3 separate regions of the Rattus norvegicus genome follow, and regions 2 and 3 are each linked to region 1. Evidence: chromatin contacts called from public Hi-C data. All regions are on one chromosome and are shown on one strand. Each heading gives the region's core, a stretch centred on a gene start, on an enhancer-like site or on the middle of the called end of the contact. The rest is flanking DNA. Distances are from core to core; before and after follow the strand shown. Region 1 has its middle 170 kb from the start of Cyld. Region 2 has its middle 490 kb from the start of Trnap-agg28. Region 3 has its middle 260 kb from the start of Trnap-agg28.

The links. A called contact is a pair of places that touch in the nucleus more often than the background predicts.
Region 2: a contact with region 1 is called in a Hi-C map of liver, with 3 times the contacts expected there. The contact joins two enhancer-like sites. A contact is called at or near these places in 3 of 12 Hi-C or Micro-C datasets (kidney and liver).
Region 3: a Hi-C map of liver shows a contact between it and region 1, with 2.3 times the contacts expected there. The contact joins two enhancer-like sites. A contact is called at or near these places in 2 of 12 Hi-C or Micro-C datasets (both in liver).

Annotation. Positions count from the first base shown.
Region 1 is chr19:34,371,346-34,376,485 of GRCr8, reverse strand. No RefSeq gene overlaps it. Among named protein-coding and RNA genes, the nearest start is that of Cyld, 170 kb to the left of the region's middle. Within about 2 kb of position 3,100, at least 5 of the 93 cell types and tissues checked have an H3K27ac peak or open chromatin away from gene starts, as enhancers often do. A contact at or near this core is called in liver, where this site is marked.
Region 2 is chr19:33,605,161-33,610,300 of GRCr8, reverse strand. No RefSeq gene overlaps it. Among named protein-coding and RNA genes, the nearest start is that of Trnap-agg28, 490 kb to the left of the region's middle. Within about 2 kb of position 2,975, at least 1 of the 93 cell types and tissues checked has an H3K27ac peak or open chromatin away from gene starts, as enhancers often do. A contact at or near this core is called in liver, where this site is marked.
Region 3 is chr19:33,839,752-33,844,891 of GRCr8, reverse strand. No RefSeq gene overlaps it. Among named protein-coding and RNA genes, the nearest start is that of Trnap-agg28, 260 kb to the left of the region's middle. Within about 2 kb of position 3,006, at least 2 of the 93 cell types and tissues checked have an H3K27ac peak or open chromatin away from gene starts, as enhancers often do. A contact at or near this core is called in liver, where this site is marked.

The sequences.
Region 1 (5,140 bases), core at 1,851-4,350:
TCAGAGGCTATATAAATACTAGACTCCTGAGAGGCATGGGTGGGTTATTGGTGCTTGTTGGTCATTTGGGAAGATTGCACATGGCTTGTTAGTAGTTGTACTCAAGAAATAACAAGAAGAAATTCAATATCCTGACAGCAAAGATCAAACTTGCCCCAAGAAACTCAACATCCCTAATCAGTAGTAAGTAGTCTAATGATACTATTGCCCCTTTCCAACCCCTGACTTTATTCAGGGATCTCTGTTTCCTTCTCTATCCCATTTTTTTTTCTCTTATTGAGTGTTAGGGAGTCTAAAGGGTGCAAGGAAAAAGGTGGAGAAGGGTGGAAGAAAAAAGGACCCACTAAGTAGCAAAAGCCAAGCTACAGTTAGGTCCTGTCAAGTGACAGGCATAATCTCTTGAGTGTTACATTTTCACAACATTGAACAAGATGACAGAAACACTTGTTTGCTCATCCAGCCGTTTGGACGGCCTCTTGTTTTGACGATAGGAATGGAAAATGGCGTACCTTGATGTTTTCAGCCTCTTTTGAAGTGTGGTCATATGGGGCTGGAGAGATGGCTCAGCGGTTAAGAGCACCCGACTGCTCTTCCAGGGGTCATGAGTTCAATTCCCAGCAACCACATGGTGGCTCACAACCATCTGTAAAGAGATCCGATGCCCTCTTCTGGTGTATCTGAAGACAGCTACGGTGTACTTATATATAATAAATGAAGTGTGGTCATATGGCGTACCTAGGCTCCATTAATAATGCATATTCCATCGATAAGTCATAAAAGATATATTCTACCCATAAGTCAGCAGGCATTGGGTCACCTTTGAATCTCCCGTTCTTCCCTGAATCCTCTAAGACAGTCAGGGAGCTGGATGAGTTGATTGGCTGGGCCTGAGATATGTGACTGTGTTCTCTGGAAGTGGGTAGGTTCTGCCATACCCAACCCTCTTGGACTGAGAGCAGCGAGGGAGAGAGTGGCTCAGCAAAGAGAAATGTGGGTGCTTCTCCAGTCCATAAAATGGAGCGGGCAATCAACATCTATCAGACACAGACATTTATGGTGTTGGATGTGAAAGATTCTGGGGACTTGGGGACTGATCTGATGATAGAACTTTAATTAACAGCTGGAAGATGTTTCCATCCTCAGGACTCTCCACACACAGAGCAGACTCTAGCTTGTTGGGAACAAGATGGCCCCATCTTCTTCTTCATCATTTCAGTCACTCAGAGTATCAGGAAGCTGGCATTCCTGTCTCTGACCCTTCTTCATATATGATCTAGAACAGCCTTTTCCCCCTCTGGGCCTTGACTTCCCATTCTGTAAAATTGATAGCTGGTGTGGCCAACTTAGTACCTAGAGTCCTCCCAGCTCGTACATTCTTACAAACACCCAGCCTGGGTCCTCTCTGCCCAGACAGGGAAACTCAATGAACACCATGGTTAGTGCTGGGAATTCTTGCTAATCCTTGCTTGATTTTTGTAGCATAATTCAATTTGGCAATTCAATTCAACAAACATTTATTGAATGCTTATCAGAGTGAGGCTAAACCCAGCATTTGGAGAATTTGCTTTTATGTTTATAAAAAGTCCATTTCCTGCTAACATCCTGTGTGAGCTAGCTGTGTAGGTGGGAAGGGAAGCAGGGAAAACAGAGTCCGTTTGACAGATGAAGATACTCACGGCTCTCCATGCAATGTCACGCCCTCTCCTCCCAACTTCCAAGCAGGGGTTATTTGATTAGTACCCACTCTTCTCGTTTGGTGCTTTCTCCTACCAGGGAAGGTTAGAGATGTTTGGCACCTGAAGTAGCACTTGGCACAAAACATGTCCTCAACGAATGTTTGTTAAATGAATATATGAGCTAAAGGAGGAAGAGAGGGAGAATGAAGAGGCAGTTGAAAGATCCGTTTCCATCCAGTGCTCTGCAGGACCTTGGCTCAGATCTTTCTTTCCTGGGATCAATTTCCTCTTCTTGAAGTGGAGGGATAGTTGATTTCCAAGCAGGCTTTGCACCACAATCATGTCTGGTTCCAGAAAACATGGCTGCCCTCGTGACAGCCTCAATGCTCTCATTTGGAAATGCTGAGGATAAGAGCCAATGGTATGTACCTTAGAAGGTTCTCAAGGGATTTGGCTACAGCGAAATGTTGGGACTTCTATGCAAATAAATCATGGTTTCCAAATGATGCTCAAACCAAATTCACTGGAGTACTTCTCCTACCCAAGCCCCCATCCGCCAAGCCAGCCTCAGCACCACGGAGATGGGGCCAACCTGATTTTCCCCCTGAAGCTCCCTTTGCTCCATTCTGCTCCGGCAAACACCAGGTAATTTGCGTCAGCATTGATTATCATCTCCAGCCTTGTCCTCATCTTGGCTTTTGGGAGACAAGCCTCTGAATTGCACCTTTGGATTATAGCACTCCCATGCTGTGCAAATGACATAGGAGGCGTACCCACACCAGTCGGGCCCTGCCACCTTTGCAGGGAGCCACACACTAATCAGTGCATGTTGGAGCCTAGCTATTTCCTCAGCTGGAAAGAGACAATGGGCTCCCTGACTGGTGGGAAGCACAGCCTCACAAAGGGCAGTGTCTGCCAAACTCCAAGTCTTCTACTCAAGACGAACCAGCAGCTCTGGGGGCAGATGCCCCATCTGTAAGCAGCAGCTGCCCTTTAGAGGCAGAGAACCTCAAGCCCTGCTTCTGGGAAGGCGTGCATGCTCTAAAATGGGGTCCCCCACATTACCTGTCTCTAGTTTCGATGACGTGATACAGTTGAGAGCAAAGGATAGAAATAGGGAAATGCAACTGAGCAGTCTACACATACCTCAGTCTTCCTCCCAGAGGAAGGGTGTGCCTGCATTGGCCTTAGCCCAGTGGGACTGATGGATGGCATCCTTACTCCTAAACACTTGTCATTTTCAAACCAGGGACATTTGCAACTCCAAGGACATAGGGCAGGTCCTGAAAACATTTTTGGTTTCCCCTGCTCCTATCAGGTCATATTCAAAAAACGTCACTGAGAACTTGTTTAGTTACTAAGGTCCCTTGCCACAAGTGGGACTGCCAGCTGTGAGTCCTTCCTTTCAGGGGCCATGCTTCCAAGGCACACTGCATTCACCATCCACCCAGCTAGCACCCAGGTACTCAAGGACAATTGACTTTGGATTGAGTGGGAAGCAAGCATTCTCAGAACTCAGATGAAAAAAACATAAAGTAGTTAATATTAAATAAAGGGATTGGGCAACTCTTCTTCCCCCTTTCTGTTTTATGCTTCCTGCTATGGCCTTGGTCGGGGCCTGTTTTGCTTGTGATTAATGAGTGACTCACCTTGGGCTGCTTTCTGCTTATTTCATACACATTATGAATTTGAAGAGGTCACGTTAGACTTGGCACCTGAAGGGAGTACTCGGGAGTCTGGAAAGAACATGCCAATGGCATAGGAGCCATCTTGAGCAGTGGGTGTTAGGAGAGTGTCTGTCCACATAGCATGGTTACCATACATGATCTGCAGATTCAAACCCCGCCCCCCCAAGTACCTTGACTAACTGAGCATCCTCTAGTTACTCACAGACTGAGAGGCATGAACAGTCACCCCTCAGTAAGCGTGCATAACCAGTTACCTTCCAGTTGGAGCTCCTTGTCTTTCCACTTGTGGCCTCAGTTTGCCTGGTTAATGGCCTTTCTCTAAGGTCTTCTTGTGTTCCACAGTTCCAGCATTGAGAATAAGAGGACAAATGATGACAGTTTTGGGGTGTCTATGGAGCTGGTATTTCTTTCCATTGCTGTGGTCTCTTATTCTGTCACCCAGAAGGATCCTCACTCATTTTCTGGGCTCCGGATTCTCATCAGGGGGAGAACTGATGGGCCCGAGAGGCTGAGTCTTGTAAAAGGAATTACATATTCTATCTAGCTTGTGTAAAACACACACCGTTCTGGTGTCTTACTCACAAGCTGTAAGTCTAGATTGGTAGATTTTGGACCTTTTCTAACTTACATCCCTGTCACATGTCCCTTGTTACTTGTTGTTTCCACTGGCCATATGCTCACAGCCCATCTCCTGTCATGCCCTATTCTCCGTTCTCTCCTGAGACCCACTGGATCCCCAAGTCCTACCTCTCTCTCTCTCTACTGCCCAATCACAGGTGTTAGCCATCTATTGACCAACTAACTTGGGGAACAAGGTTGGCATAACCAAAGCTGGTGTGGTGAGAATTTGCTCTCCTTGGGGCAACCAGATCTTGGGGTACAGAATTTAGCGTTTGAATACATAACAGTACCAGACCAAGCCCAACAGAGTCTGGTCAAGTATTTTGCATGTGGCTCACGGTTGAAGGTAGAGTTGGCTGAAGCAGTCTTCTTCAGGTTACTTCACAGCCTAGAAGCTGGATGTACAAATACCCCAGCAGTCACCCACACTGGGAACCTTTTTGGCTTAGCATTTCTGTACCCTCCAAAGACTGCCAACCTGTAGTACTAGGGAGAGCTGTGGAGGAGAGACACTCCCTACAGGGAGGGAAGGATAGCGCCGTTTCCACTAGAACAGAGATTTGAGTTCCTGAAAGAAAGTCTCCTGACTCCCTGGGTCCCTTTCTGGCAATCATGTCCCTCTTGTCTGTGATCTCTGACCCAACAGACTACAGAGACAATTAGCAGAATGCGGACATTTCCCCTGCCTCCTGCCAAGCTACTCTGAAGTAGACATATCCAGCAGATCTGACAAAACACAAGTTAAGGTTGGGTAGCCATCTCTCCTCTACAAAGGGCCCTTCTGGCTGTCATCCTTAGGACAGAGGTATAGCAAGGGTCTGTGAGGGGCCTTAGAGAAGCCCACAAGTAGCACCAGAGCCTGCCATTCCGTTCCAGATATAGGAGTGTTGGATTTCATACTCACTTCAGGCAAATGTGCTCTTCTTGCTACTGAGGTTTTGGGAAACAGGAAGACTCCATCTTCTCAGTGCCGGAGGCATGGAGCTCTGGTGTGAGCAGAGCCTGGAGAGAGGTGTGGGCAGCTCCACGCCAGTGTTTGCCTGTGTGTGTGAAGAGTCCCACCATCCTGAACTAGGAGGTGGCCACAAGGTGGCTTGTGTCCCGAGGCTCTGACCGATAACCCCACCAAACACATTCTTGTCTCCCAAATCTCCC
Region 2 (5,140 bases), core at 1,726-4,225, 770 kb after region 1:
GCTGATACACAACTTGCTGTGAGTCGAATATGAAATGTCCCCACAAGCTCACATGTTGGGTGCCTGACCATAGCTGGTGTTATGATTTCTGGAGGCTCTGGGTACTTTAGGACATGGGGCTGAGCATATAGGAAGGAAGTAGGTGCCCAGGGATGGGTTCTAAAGGGTATTTTATCCATAGCCTTTTCCTTTCTACCACCCTCTGATTCTTGCATACTATGAGGTCAGAAACCTTTGCCATATGTCCCTCAGTCATGATGTTTGTTCTGCCTCCCGTGGGCCCAAACACACCAGGCTAAAATCTATGATAGACTAAACATTTCAAAAGTATAACATATAATATATCTTTCCTCCCTTAACTTATCCATGTTCCCTCTTCTTATCACCCCATTCTCTCCTGACCAACCAGGCTGCTGTACGATGCAGAATAAAAGTGACACTCTGGAGACAAACCCTCCATTGGGGATTAGAGAGGCCATAAAATGTGTGCTACTGCCTGAGAAGCCTGGGGAAGTGTATCCTGTAGTTACCGCTCAGTCCGAACAACAAGCAAGGAAAGCAGTGTTCAATCACAACGTGAAAGTTTGCCTTTCCTGGACATCAAATACCACAGTGTAGAGTTTGCTCTTTAATAACCACAGCCTTGAGCATATAAGGGGCCAGGCATTGCTCACATATTGTTTCCTGCACTGCTCAGCTCTTATTCGTGGACTTAGGAAAGCATCAACCACAAACATGTTGCTGATAGAAATTTCCTAATGCAAGCAGTCTTTATAGATCTCTGCTATTTCAGTGTAGGTCTCTGAGGACCATTTGAATCCATATTAATTTCCTTTCTGGCAGTTATGCCGCTGACTATGAACTGCACTATTTCACTTTTAATCTGTCAGTAATTTAGTAATGTGTAAACTAATTATGCACAGATATTAATGTAATCGGTTTGGGGAGCTATAAAATCAATGTGTTTTTACAGACTGCATTAAAGGGAACTGTGGTATTATAATCACATGTCAGTTACAGAAAATGTTATGGAATTAAAAAATGGATCTTACCCACACTTCAGGGAAAACCCACAAGCCTCGCCAAATAAGGACAGCCTGGCTTCTGCAATTTTTAGTAGAACAGAAATAATTTCTTTAAAATCAGTGTCAAACCCTCTTGCTTTGCTCTGACCCTGATAACGTCATTAACGCAAACCCCACCCTCTTTTCACCCCTCCCTTTTTCTTTGTTAAATAAAATCTTCACTTCTGAATCTCAGATGATAGGGTCACATGATATCTTTCTTCAAGAAGCCATGCCGTAAGATTGGGGAATGGATGTTTTCTCCGTTGGGTGAAGCCTGTATTGGTAGATAGAGCTCAAGGAGCAGGAAAGAGAGACTGTCATGAAACACAAGGGTTAGGAAGAGTCATAGCTGTCTCGGTGGAATATTTTTGTGAGATATGGTCAGATCAATAGGACCAAAGGCTTTTGCTTTGTCCCCTGGGTGTCCAGTCACGATGTCCACATCGAATAGCAGGAAACACGCCACTCCATTGTAGCCCTGAGTTCCCCAAGAGAGCTCTCCATTGAGGGGTTGTGTACAACCTTCCTGTACCTGTGTTAATTTGTCCTTCCAAGAGTAGTACTCTGTGCCCCCTTCTGAAGCTTAAGCCACTCTTTTTCCGTAGCCTTAAATAGGACTAATGGCTCACCTCATCACTTCTCTAGGGGAACATTACAGAGGCCCCAGGTGGGTCACCGGCACTTTAGGGCACATGGGGGTAGAAAGAAAAGCAGACTGAAGTAGAAAACAGGCTCAGCTCTAGGGCAACAGCCTTGCGTGAGGCTGAGAGTCTTGCCAGGAGTCACTGTGACTCTGACAGTCCCCATGCGAGTACTTGCAGTATCAATTTGAACCTTAATTTTTGCAAATGCCCCATATTTCACAGAGGATAAAATGGAGATCGTTCTGTGCTTGAGCCAGAGTTAATACTCAGCAGATAGGACCACACGTAGTAGCGATGGGATTTGACATCCGGTACTTAACAGCTTTAGAGATAATTCCTCCCCAGTAGTCATTTTTGACTCCTGGAGGCGATGCACCCCATTAATCCACTTGCAAAGAAGATTCTCGTATGGTAGATGAAGTGGACCAGCTTCTGGCTCTCTGAAATCTTCCCACAGTGCTCCTATTTCTATCCACACATTATTGTCTTCCCTCCCCACCGCTGTGTAGCTTCATGATTTGTCTGTCCCTCCTCCAGCCTTCGGTGAGCATCCTGGGCAATGCATGTGAAGTTAGTTGGCTCATTTGTTCGGTTGTTCCCCAAATATCTATTGATATCTCTGAGGGAAGAGCAGGATATTAAGGGGGAGGGGTCACTAGATCATACATGGCTTTAGCACCTACACACTTAATTACTATTGGCAAGATAAGAGAAGTCCACAGTAAATGTTATTTATTGTGTCTTTCAAGTCCTTTGCTTCATGAAGTCTAGAACTCCCTTATATGTTGACATTTCATTTCCCATCTAGAGGAGGCTATGCCTCCCTTCATGCCCCATGCCCTTGCATGGCCACTGTCACAACACTCTTTGTTATTTCTTTTTAGTATTTCTTATGCTATTTCATACATTTTTACCTCAGCCACGGTTTATAATACTGAGATCCAAGAGTCATAGCCAGAGGGATCATGCTGGTTAGTTGTCATTGTCAACTTGGCACAGCCAAGGGCCAGGGAAGAGGGAACCTCAAGGGAGGAATTGCCCGAATCAGAATGACCTTTGGTTTGTCTGTAGGAAATTGGCTTGATTGGTGACGTGAGAGGACCCGTCTTCCTATGGGTGGAGGCATGCCATGGCAGGTGGGTCTGTATATGAAAACTAGCTGAGCCTGTAAGTGAATGTAACAGGCAGCCTTCCTCCGCGGTTGCTGCTTTGAGCTCCTGTGTTGAGTCCAAGCCCCCGGTTTTCCTGTACTTTGGACTGTGATTTGGAGGCATAAAAATCAAATAAACTCTTTCCTTCCCTTGTTTGCTTTTGGTCAGAGAGATTGGAGATAGCAACAGAACGCAGAGAAAGAAAGACAGCACTTATATTTAGGCACTGATGCATTTTAAAATCAGCTCTCTCCCCCTTTCTCTTCATTCCCCATTGTTTCAATGTATTCAACGGTCTTACTGATCCAAACATCTCCTTTCTCAGTTGTACCGAAGGTTGACGAAGCACAGGCCAGCTGCCGAGCTACTGCAGTGCTCCTCACTGAGATAATAGATAGAAACCATAAAGAACGGCTCATGGCTCTTGGTAAATACATGGTGATGTCAGTTCCGTGCTCCCCTCATTCTGTTGTTCAGAATAGCAACACCTTGTCAAACAGGAAGTTATGCACACACCAATTAGATGTGTTCTTCTTGGGGACAGGATGCTTCTCTTGTCCTAGGAGTTAAGAACAGATTTCCAGAAAGATATTTGTTATCACAGTCCATCCTTGACAGACCACCGTAGAAACTAAACAGAGCAGAGAACACAGAGTAGGGCGTACCTTCAGGCATTTGGCTTTTTATGAGAGATATTTTATTTATTTTTATTTTATGGGTGTGGGTGTTTTACCCACATGCGTATGCAGTGCAAAAGGAGACCGGAAGATGGCATTGAATCCTCTGGGACTGGAGTTGCTGATGGTTGCCAGCCATCACGTGTTACTTGTGCAGAAATTCGAAAAAGAAATTAAAAAGAAAATCCTAAAAACAGATATAAGGTCCCAACTTAATTCCCACAGTCCATCTGTGTTTTATATATGAACACAGGTTCATTAAGCTACTTGTATACATATTGTGCTGTACAGGGCTACAAATGTAGAATTACAAGAGCTGGTTCCTTTGTATCACTTAAGTGGTCTACATGAGTAATATTGGTAACGTACCACTATTATTGACGGTATTAAAATCCACCTCACATGAAAGGCATTTCCTCATCATGTGAAAGTATTTCCTGTATATTGATGAAACCCCTAAATTGTGTTAGTCAACCAGAATCAAGAATCCTCTGAATTGTTTTTCTCTTCCCCAAAGATTTCAGTAAGTCATGACACTTGACTGACCTTATTGCTATCTATCATATACTCTCTCGTTAGGAGACCCCAAGCATTACCGAGATATCCCAGTGATGTCACTAACCTGAGATGGATGTTCTCTCCCTTTTTCCCTCCCATGTCAATCTCTTTGGATGACAGTGAGGTTCTATCCCACCCATCTGACCCTCACTCCTGGCTGCCAAAAGTTTCCCTTCTCTGCAGCAGTTGCTCAAAGAAAGTTCTGAAACAATTACCAGTAATAAAGGGACACAACTAAGGCTCTCATAAAACTCGGGCTCTTCATAGCTTTCACTAAAGCAAATTATGGCAATGGCTTTTCCATCCTCTCATCAAGAATATCTCCCAGAATGGATTTTTCTGTGCCGGGTTAGTAAGAAATAAGCCCCCAAGGGTTCTGTGTTATGATTGTCAGGACATGGATTATTGAGAAAGGAATTAGAATCATCAACTCTGGCCCTGGAAATCTGAGCAGCGGAAAGGATTCATGGGCAGTGAGGACTTTTATGGTGAATGATTGGGACTGCTGCTTTGGCTTCTCTGCTCCTCTGCTCTGCTTCATTGATGGAGTTATGAACCTGGGGTTTTATCATGGATAACTCATGCACCACTGAAGTAAATCACTACTGGTTTCTCCACGGATGGGAACCTGTCGGCAAGTTAGACATTTGGAGGGCCAAGTGTGAGCTTACTCCCTACAAGTCTGCAAAGCTACAAGGCCATTGGCTTTGGGTTCCGCACAAGTAGTTTACTACAGTGGTCATGAACCACATGGTTTCTTTTGAATTTAGAGTTAAGTTTGTTAAAATCAAGTAAATTATGAATCCAGTCAGATGTAGTAACAAATACCTTCAACTCCAACTACTCTGGAGTCTGAGGAGGTTCTAAGCCAGCTTAGACAAAATACAAAGTAGGGTCTGTAAATGATTTTTTAAAAGTAATACATTTGCCTATCATGTACAAAGTCCTGGACACACACACACACACACACACACACACACACACACACACACCAGTTCCCTAGTTGCCCTGGCTGTAATTCAAGTGCTGAATAGCACCATGTG
Region 3 (5,140 bases), core at 1,757-4,256, 530 kb after region 1:
AGACTTTGCCTGAATATTGTCTCAAGCAGGAGCAGGCCCCAGTGGAACAGGCACATAGTCTTGGCATGTTGTCCTTTATTCTTCTATGCATTCTTTCAACACACATCCACTGGGTATCTACCTGTCTCATTAGTCAGTGTCTATGCTGATTTGCGCAGAGACAGTGGAGGATCAAGATATCCAGGGATCAGGAACCAGAAAACGAAAGAGACGAGGGACCCCCAGAAAAGCATGCAAGGAATCTCACCTGCCCAGATGAGCAGTCAGGAATTTAAGGTGCAGAGAAAGGATGCTGTCTAAGCAAAGGCAAGAACCAGAAGGATGGATGGAAGTCCATAGTAGATCATAGAAAAGTGATCGTCAGACACAATGAGGTAAGCATACAGGTGTTGGTGGCAAAGACAGACCCTGAGAAACTCAACAAAGAACAGCCCAGGTCCCTTTTGAGCATGGCTCCTGAAAAGGTAGCCATGTATCCCAAACACATTGCATCTGTCTGCTGCCAGAGCTTTTGAGAAGGACCATGGACTTGAGCCAGGCTGCCTGGATTTGACTCTCATGCAGGCACTATGTGACTTCAGGTAAGTTACCTAACCTGCACAATTTCTTGATTCATAAGACAGGGATGGAGCATGAAAGCTTAGCTCCTGGAAACAAAGCGTGATGCCTAGGGGTCTGTTCTTGTAGAATGCTTAGAATAGTGGCTGGCCCTAGATCCCTGCTATGTAAGGGTTACTAGACAAAGTTAATAAAGATGGTAGAAACATTTCTTAACAAGACTTAATAATTTTGGAAACCATAAGCACCATCACTTTTAGAGGTTTACAAGGATGAAGGGTGTCCTTGCTTTCTAGTTGACTTCATAGGACTTCAGTGATAACTTCTTTCCCCTATCTTGGTGGCCACAGTTTTCCACCCATCTTCCTCCAAAAGCAGGTGACTTCCATTCATGCTTGCTGTTGGACAAGCCAAGCTATAGCATCTTCTGGGTGCGGGTCAGGACCTCCACCCTCATACATATCTTTCCCTGCCCTGTGTTTTTATGCAATGAGTTGAATGACTCTTCCCAGTTCCCCCAAAATACCCAGCATCTAAAGAGGTTCCATGCCAGCACAGTAGCACAGAGAGCCCTGTCCAATCACAAAGCCATGCTCCAAGCCTGTCTGTGATGCAGTGGTGTGTGCATGTGGCCTTTCACCAGCCAGGATTTGCCTCTCCATAAGTGGGCTCGTACCACTTTGCACAAGGTGGTGTGTTGAGCAGCAACTGGGGAAATAGCTTTGCAAGGGTAATCAGGTTAAACTGTCTCCTGAGCTTTTTCTCAGATAGCAAGCACTTGGTGGGGTGGGGGAATATCTTTCAAACAGGTTCTCACCTTGCTTCTCTAATTCCAGCTGAAGAGGTGCCAAGCACATTCCTTTGAAGGGGGGGATCTTCATTCCTTTTAGAACTTCGAAGGTTGAAATCAACTGGTACTACTACTGCCTTCTTGTCGTCGTCGTTGTCGTCGTCGTCCTCCTCCTCCTCCTCCTCCTCCTCCTCCTCCTCCTCCTCTTCCTTCCTGCCCCTTCTTCTTCTTCTTCTTCTTCTTCTTCTTCTTCTTCTTCTTCTTCTTCTTCTTCTTCTTCTTCTTCTTCTTCTTCTTCTTCTTCTTCTTCTTCTTCTTCTTCTTCTTTTTCTTCCTCCTCCTCCTCCTCCTCTTCCTTCCTGCCTCTTCTTCTTATTCTTCCTCTTCTTCCTCTTCCTCTTCCTCCTCCTCTTCCTGCCTCCTCCTCCTCCTCCTCCTCCTCCTCCTCCTCCTCCTCCTCCTCTTCTTCTTCTTCTTCTTCTTCTTCTTCTTCTTCTTCTTCTTCTTCTTCTTCCTCTTCCTCTTCCTCTTCCTCCTCCTCCTCTTCTTCTTCTTCTTCACATATTCAAAAAGACAAAATGCTGTAAGACAATTTCAAATGTACAAAGTTACATGTCAAACACAGCTCGACAAAGCAGCGCAAGTGCCGTGTGCACAAAAACGGACATTGAAATGATGGCGTGTGATGACATTCATAAATGACACGAACACCTTGCCTCTGAATAACAGTATACAGATGAGGCTCTCTGCCAAATGCTTCTATGTCCCCAGCCCAGCCAGATGGTCTTGTCTGTGTACTCTTCAGAAACAATAACCCCCTTCCCCCTCCCTGTGTAATCCCTGCCATGCAAGACCTCAGCCTGCTCTCTCTGCTCCCTGAGGGGCATAGTGCTCCACCCATAGTGTTTTTTCTTTCTAAACTTCTTCAAGGCAAACTCCACTTGGAATATTCTTTGCTGGTTTGGAATAAACCTAAAAAACTAAAGCGTTGTTTCTCCTTTCTCCTCTGACGTCATCTCAAACACCCACCCACCCACACACCTGCCTGCTCTCGGCTCTCAACTTGCTCCTCCTACCACATCCAGGCTCCCACACTGAAACCTACCTCCAGCTCTCTGCCTCTGCTGTCCCCTTTCCTCTGCACATTTGCACAGACTTATTTCATAAAAACGTCAGCTGTTAAGTTAACATTATTTAAGGGGCTTTGGGTTTTAGTTCCTGAGTGCAACCTAAGCTGGATCCTCGAAGGGCTGACAAGAAGCCCGGTCTGTATAAAACATGACCCACAGAGGCACTAAATAAATAACCTGGCTGTGGGCTCCCAGGCCTCTATTTATCACCGAGGCAATGATAAGGATCTGATTTAGAGTGAACCCTGCTGAGGGTCGAGCCGGCACAAGCTGTAATATGATCTGCAGGGGAGAGGGCCGATAACCTTAAACAATGCGAAGAAACCCTGTCAGATAAATAAAACAAACTGTTTGTCCATTAAATAGTGCTGTCAGTAAGAGAACGGAGAAGCCAAACACTGCTAAATCCAATTCCTTTATGGCTGCACAAAGCCAGAAACATCCTAACCAAGCTGGGGAGTAAGTCCCCCAGAACAGACCGGGGGCCAGGGATCTGATTACTGAGGTGACTGGGGGAGGAGACAGCAGAGGTTTGATCCAGGGCATGACCTATGTCCTCTGTCATCCGCAGACTTTGGTGTTCTGCTCTGTGCAGTGGCTTTTCATCGTGCTGGTCCAGCCCACCCGGCTGGCTTGTTGATGTGGACCCACGAGATAAGCCTAGCAAAGGAATTCTGAAGAAATTAAGGCAGGATGCTCAGAAATGCTAGTGTCTACGTGATCAGACCAGGCACTGAAGGGCTTGCCAGAGGTGGCGGAGCTCACGTCAAAGGACAACCTCCACTCAACCTCGTCATCAGGCTGCCTCAAAATACAGCCCACTGGTGTTAAGTCTGTTCATGACAGGCATTCAAGTGTGAAATATCAAGAGTCCACATGGAAATGTGAGATTTCTAACATGTTCTGTGTTGACATAGAACATTTTAGTATAATTCCATGTGTGGTTAGTTGAATGCTAGCTGGGTTTGTTGCAGCTTACAGATTGCAGCCTTTGGATTAGTGAAAGCAAGGACAAACGTTTTCCTGGTTGTCACGAAACTCGCTGTTCACATCCTGTAAGAACCTGGAGGTAGAATGGGCAGAGACAGCCATGCCTGCTCACAAGCTCTCAGGCATATCCACCCACGTTACACTTCTCCCTTCCAACTTTATGATGGAATCCACTCAGCATGCCACTGCATATGACACAGAATCACCCCACGACAGAGAATCTCTGCTATTGGTGTCCTGCAAACTGTTCTGGAGATGTTCACCTCTGCACGGAGAACTCTGATCTCATTGCCAGTGTTTCTCAATAGCAGTTGGACAGGGACTGAGTGTCGGCAGGTTCTCTCTCCTCAGGCTCAGGGCAAAGAAATCATGGCCCCACAGTTTAGCTAACACAATGAGTAGCGCCAAATGGACCCTCTGCTTCTTCCTATCTATAGGAGTCTAATCTGTGCTCTTGAAGAAATCCAACCATGTAAGTGGTCAACACGGCCAGGCTAGGTCTTCAGAGGAGATCCAGAGAAGATGCTAAACTGCCCAACAGGGGCAGATTTCTCTGGATGACTATTGGCTGGCTCTCGGTACAGGCTCAGAGCCACCAGTGATGCTTGCTGAATAGGGGCATTCCAGAACCTTTTCCTGGCAGGCCCAGCTGGGTATGACCCAGGGACATTTATCCCTGCCCACTGCATCACTAGTGAGTCTGGCCTATTTTCTACTTGCTGATTTAATGGGAGCATTAATTTTTGATTTCATTAAAGCCAGAGTTCCCAGACTTGTTTGCTTGCCAGACTGTGACTCCTCAGGGACCTTCTAGAAGACAGACTTTGTTTATATAAGGGGGTGAGTTTTGACCTGCCCATTGTGGGCACGGAAGTAAAGAAGCCCTTGTCTCGTCACTATGATCTGGAGAAGCAGGTCTTCTCCAAACCTTACAGACGGTAGAATGGACATCTGGAAATGTAACATGACCATGATTTTTAGAATCAGGACAAGATTGGGTTTCTTCAAGGAGGCTGTGGCTGTAGGTGTCTGCTGCAGACTCTGAAGGTTCTCTCTCTCTCTCTTCATGGCTCATTATGATTTCAACTTCATTTTGGGAAGAAGAAGAGGAAGTATTTATTTGCACAGAATTATATATTTTTCCAGTATTTGATGTGCACTATTGAATTACTCTGCCACCCGTCCCTTCATCAAGCTGGAATCAGGCTCTGCACTGTTTTTTTTTTTTTTTTTTGTATTTGAGATGGTTCTTGGTAGGACTTTGAGGCTTTAGGTCACACTATCTATTCACTGAGAACCTTATGTAACAATGATCAAAGATTAATTCTAGATTGAAAAGCAGTTGCCCAGAATTGAGGGAGAAGTAGATGGAGTCTCAGAACAGACTAAATGGATTGACAATACAGAAATTTGAAATGTTTTTCCTAATGATTCTTTATGTCAGTCCAGTCTTTAGTTCTGTCATAAATGGAATACTGGCTTAGCAGTTTACAGGTGGTGAGGCTGGATTTGGGGGCTGTTGTTTGTGATCTTAGCACTTAGGAGGTGATCTTTGGAGTCCACGAATTCAGGAGCAGATATGTAAATATAACAAGCTCGAATCTCAAAACAGCAACAACCATAACACACACACACACACACACACACACACACACACACACACACCACACAC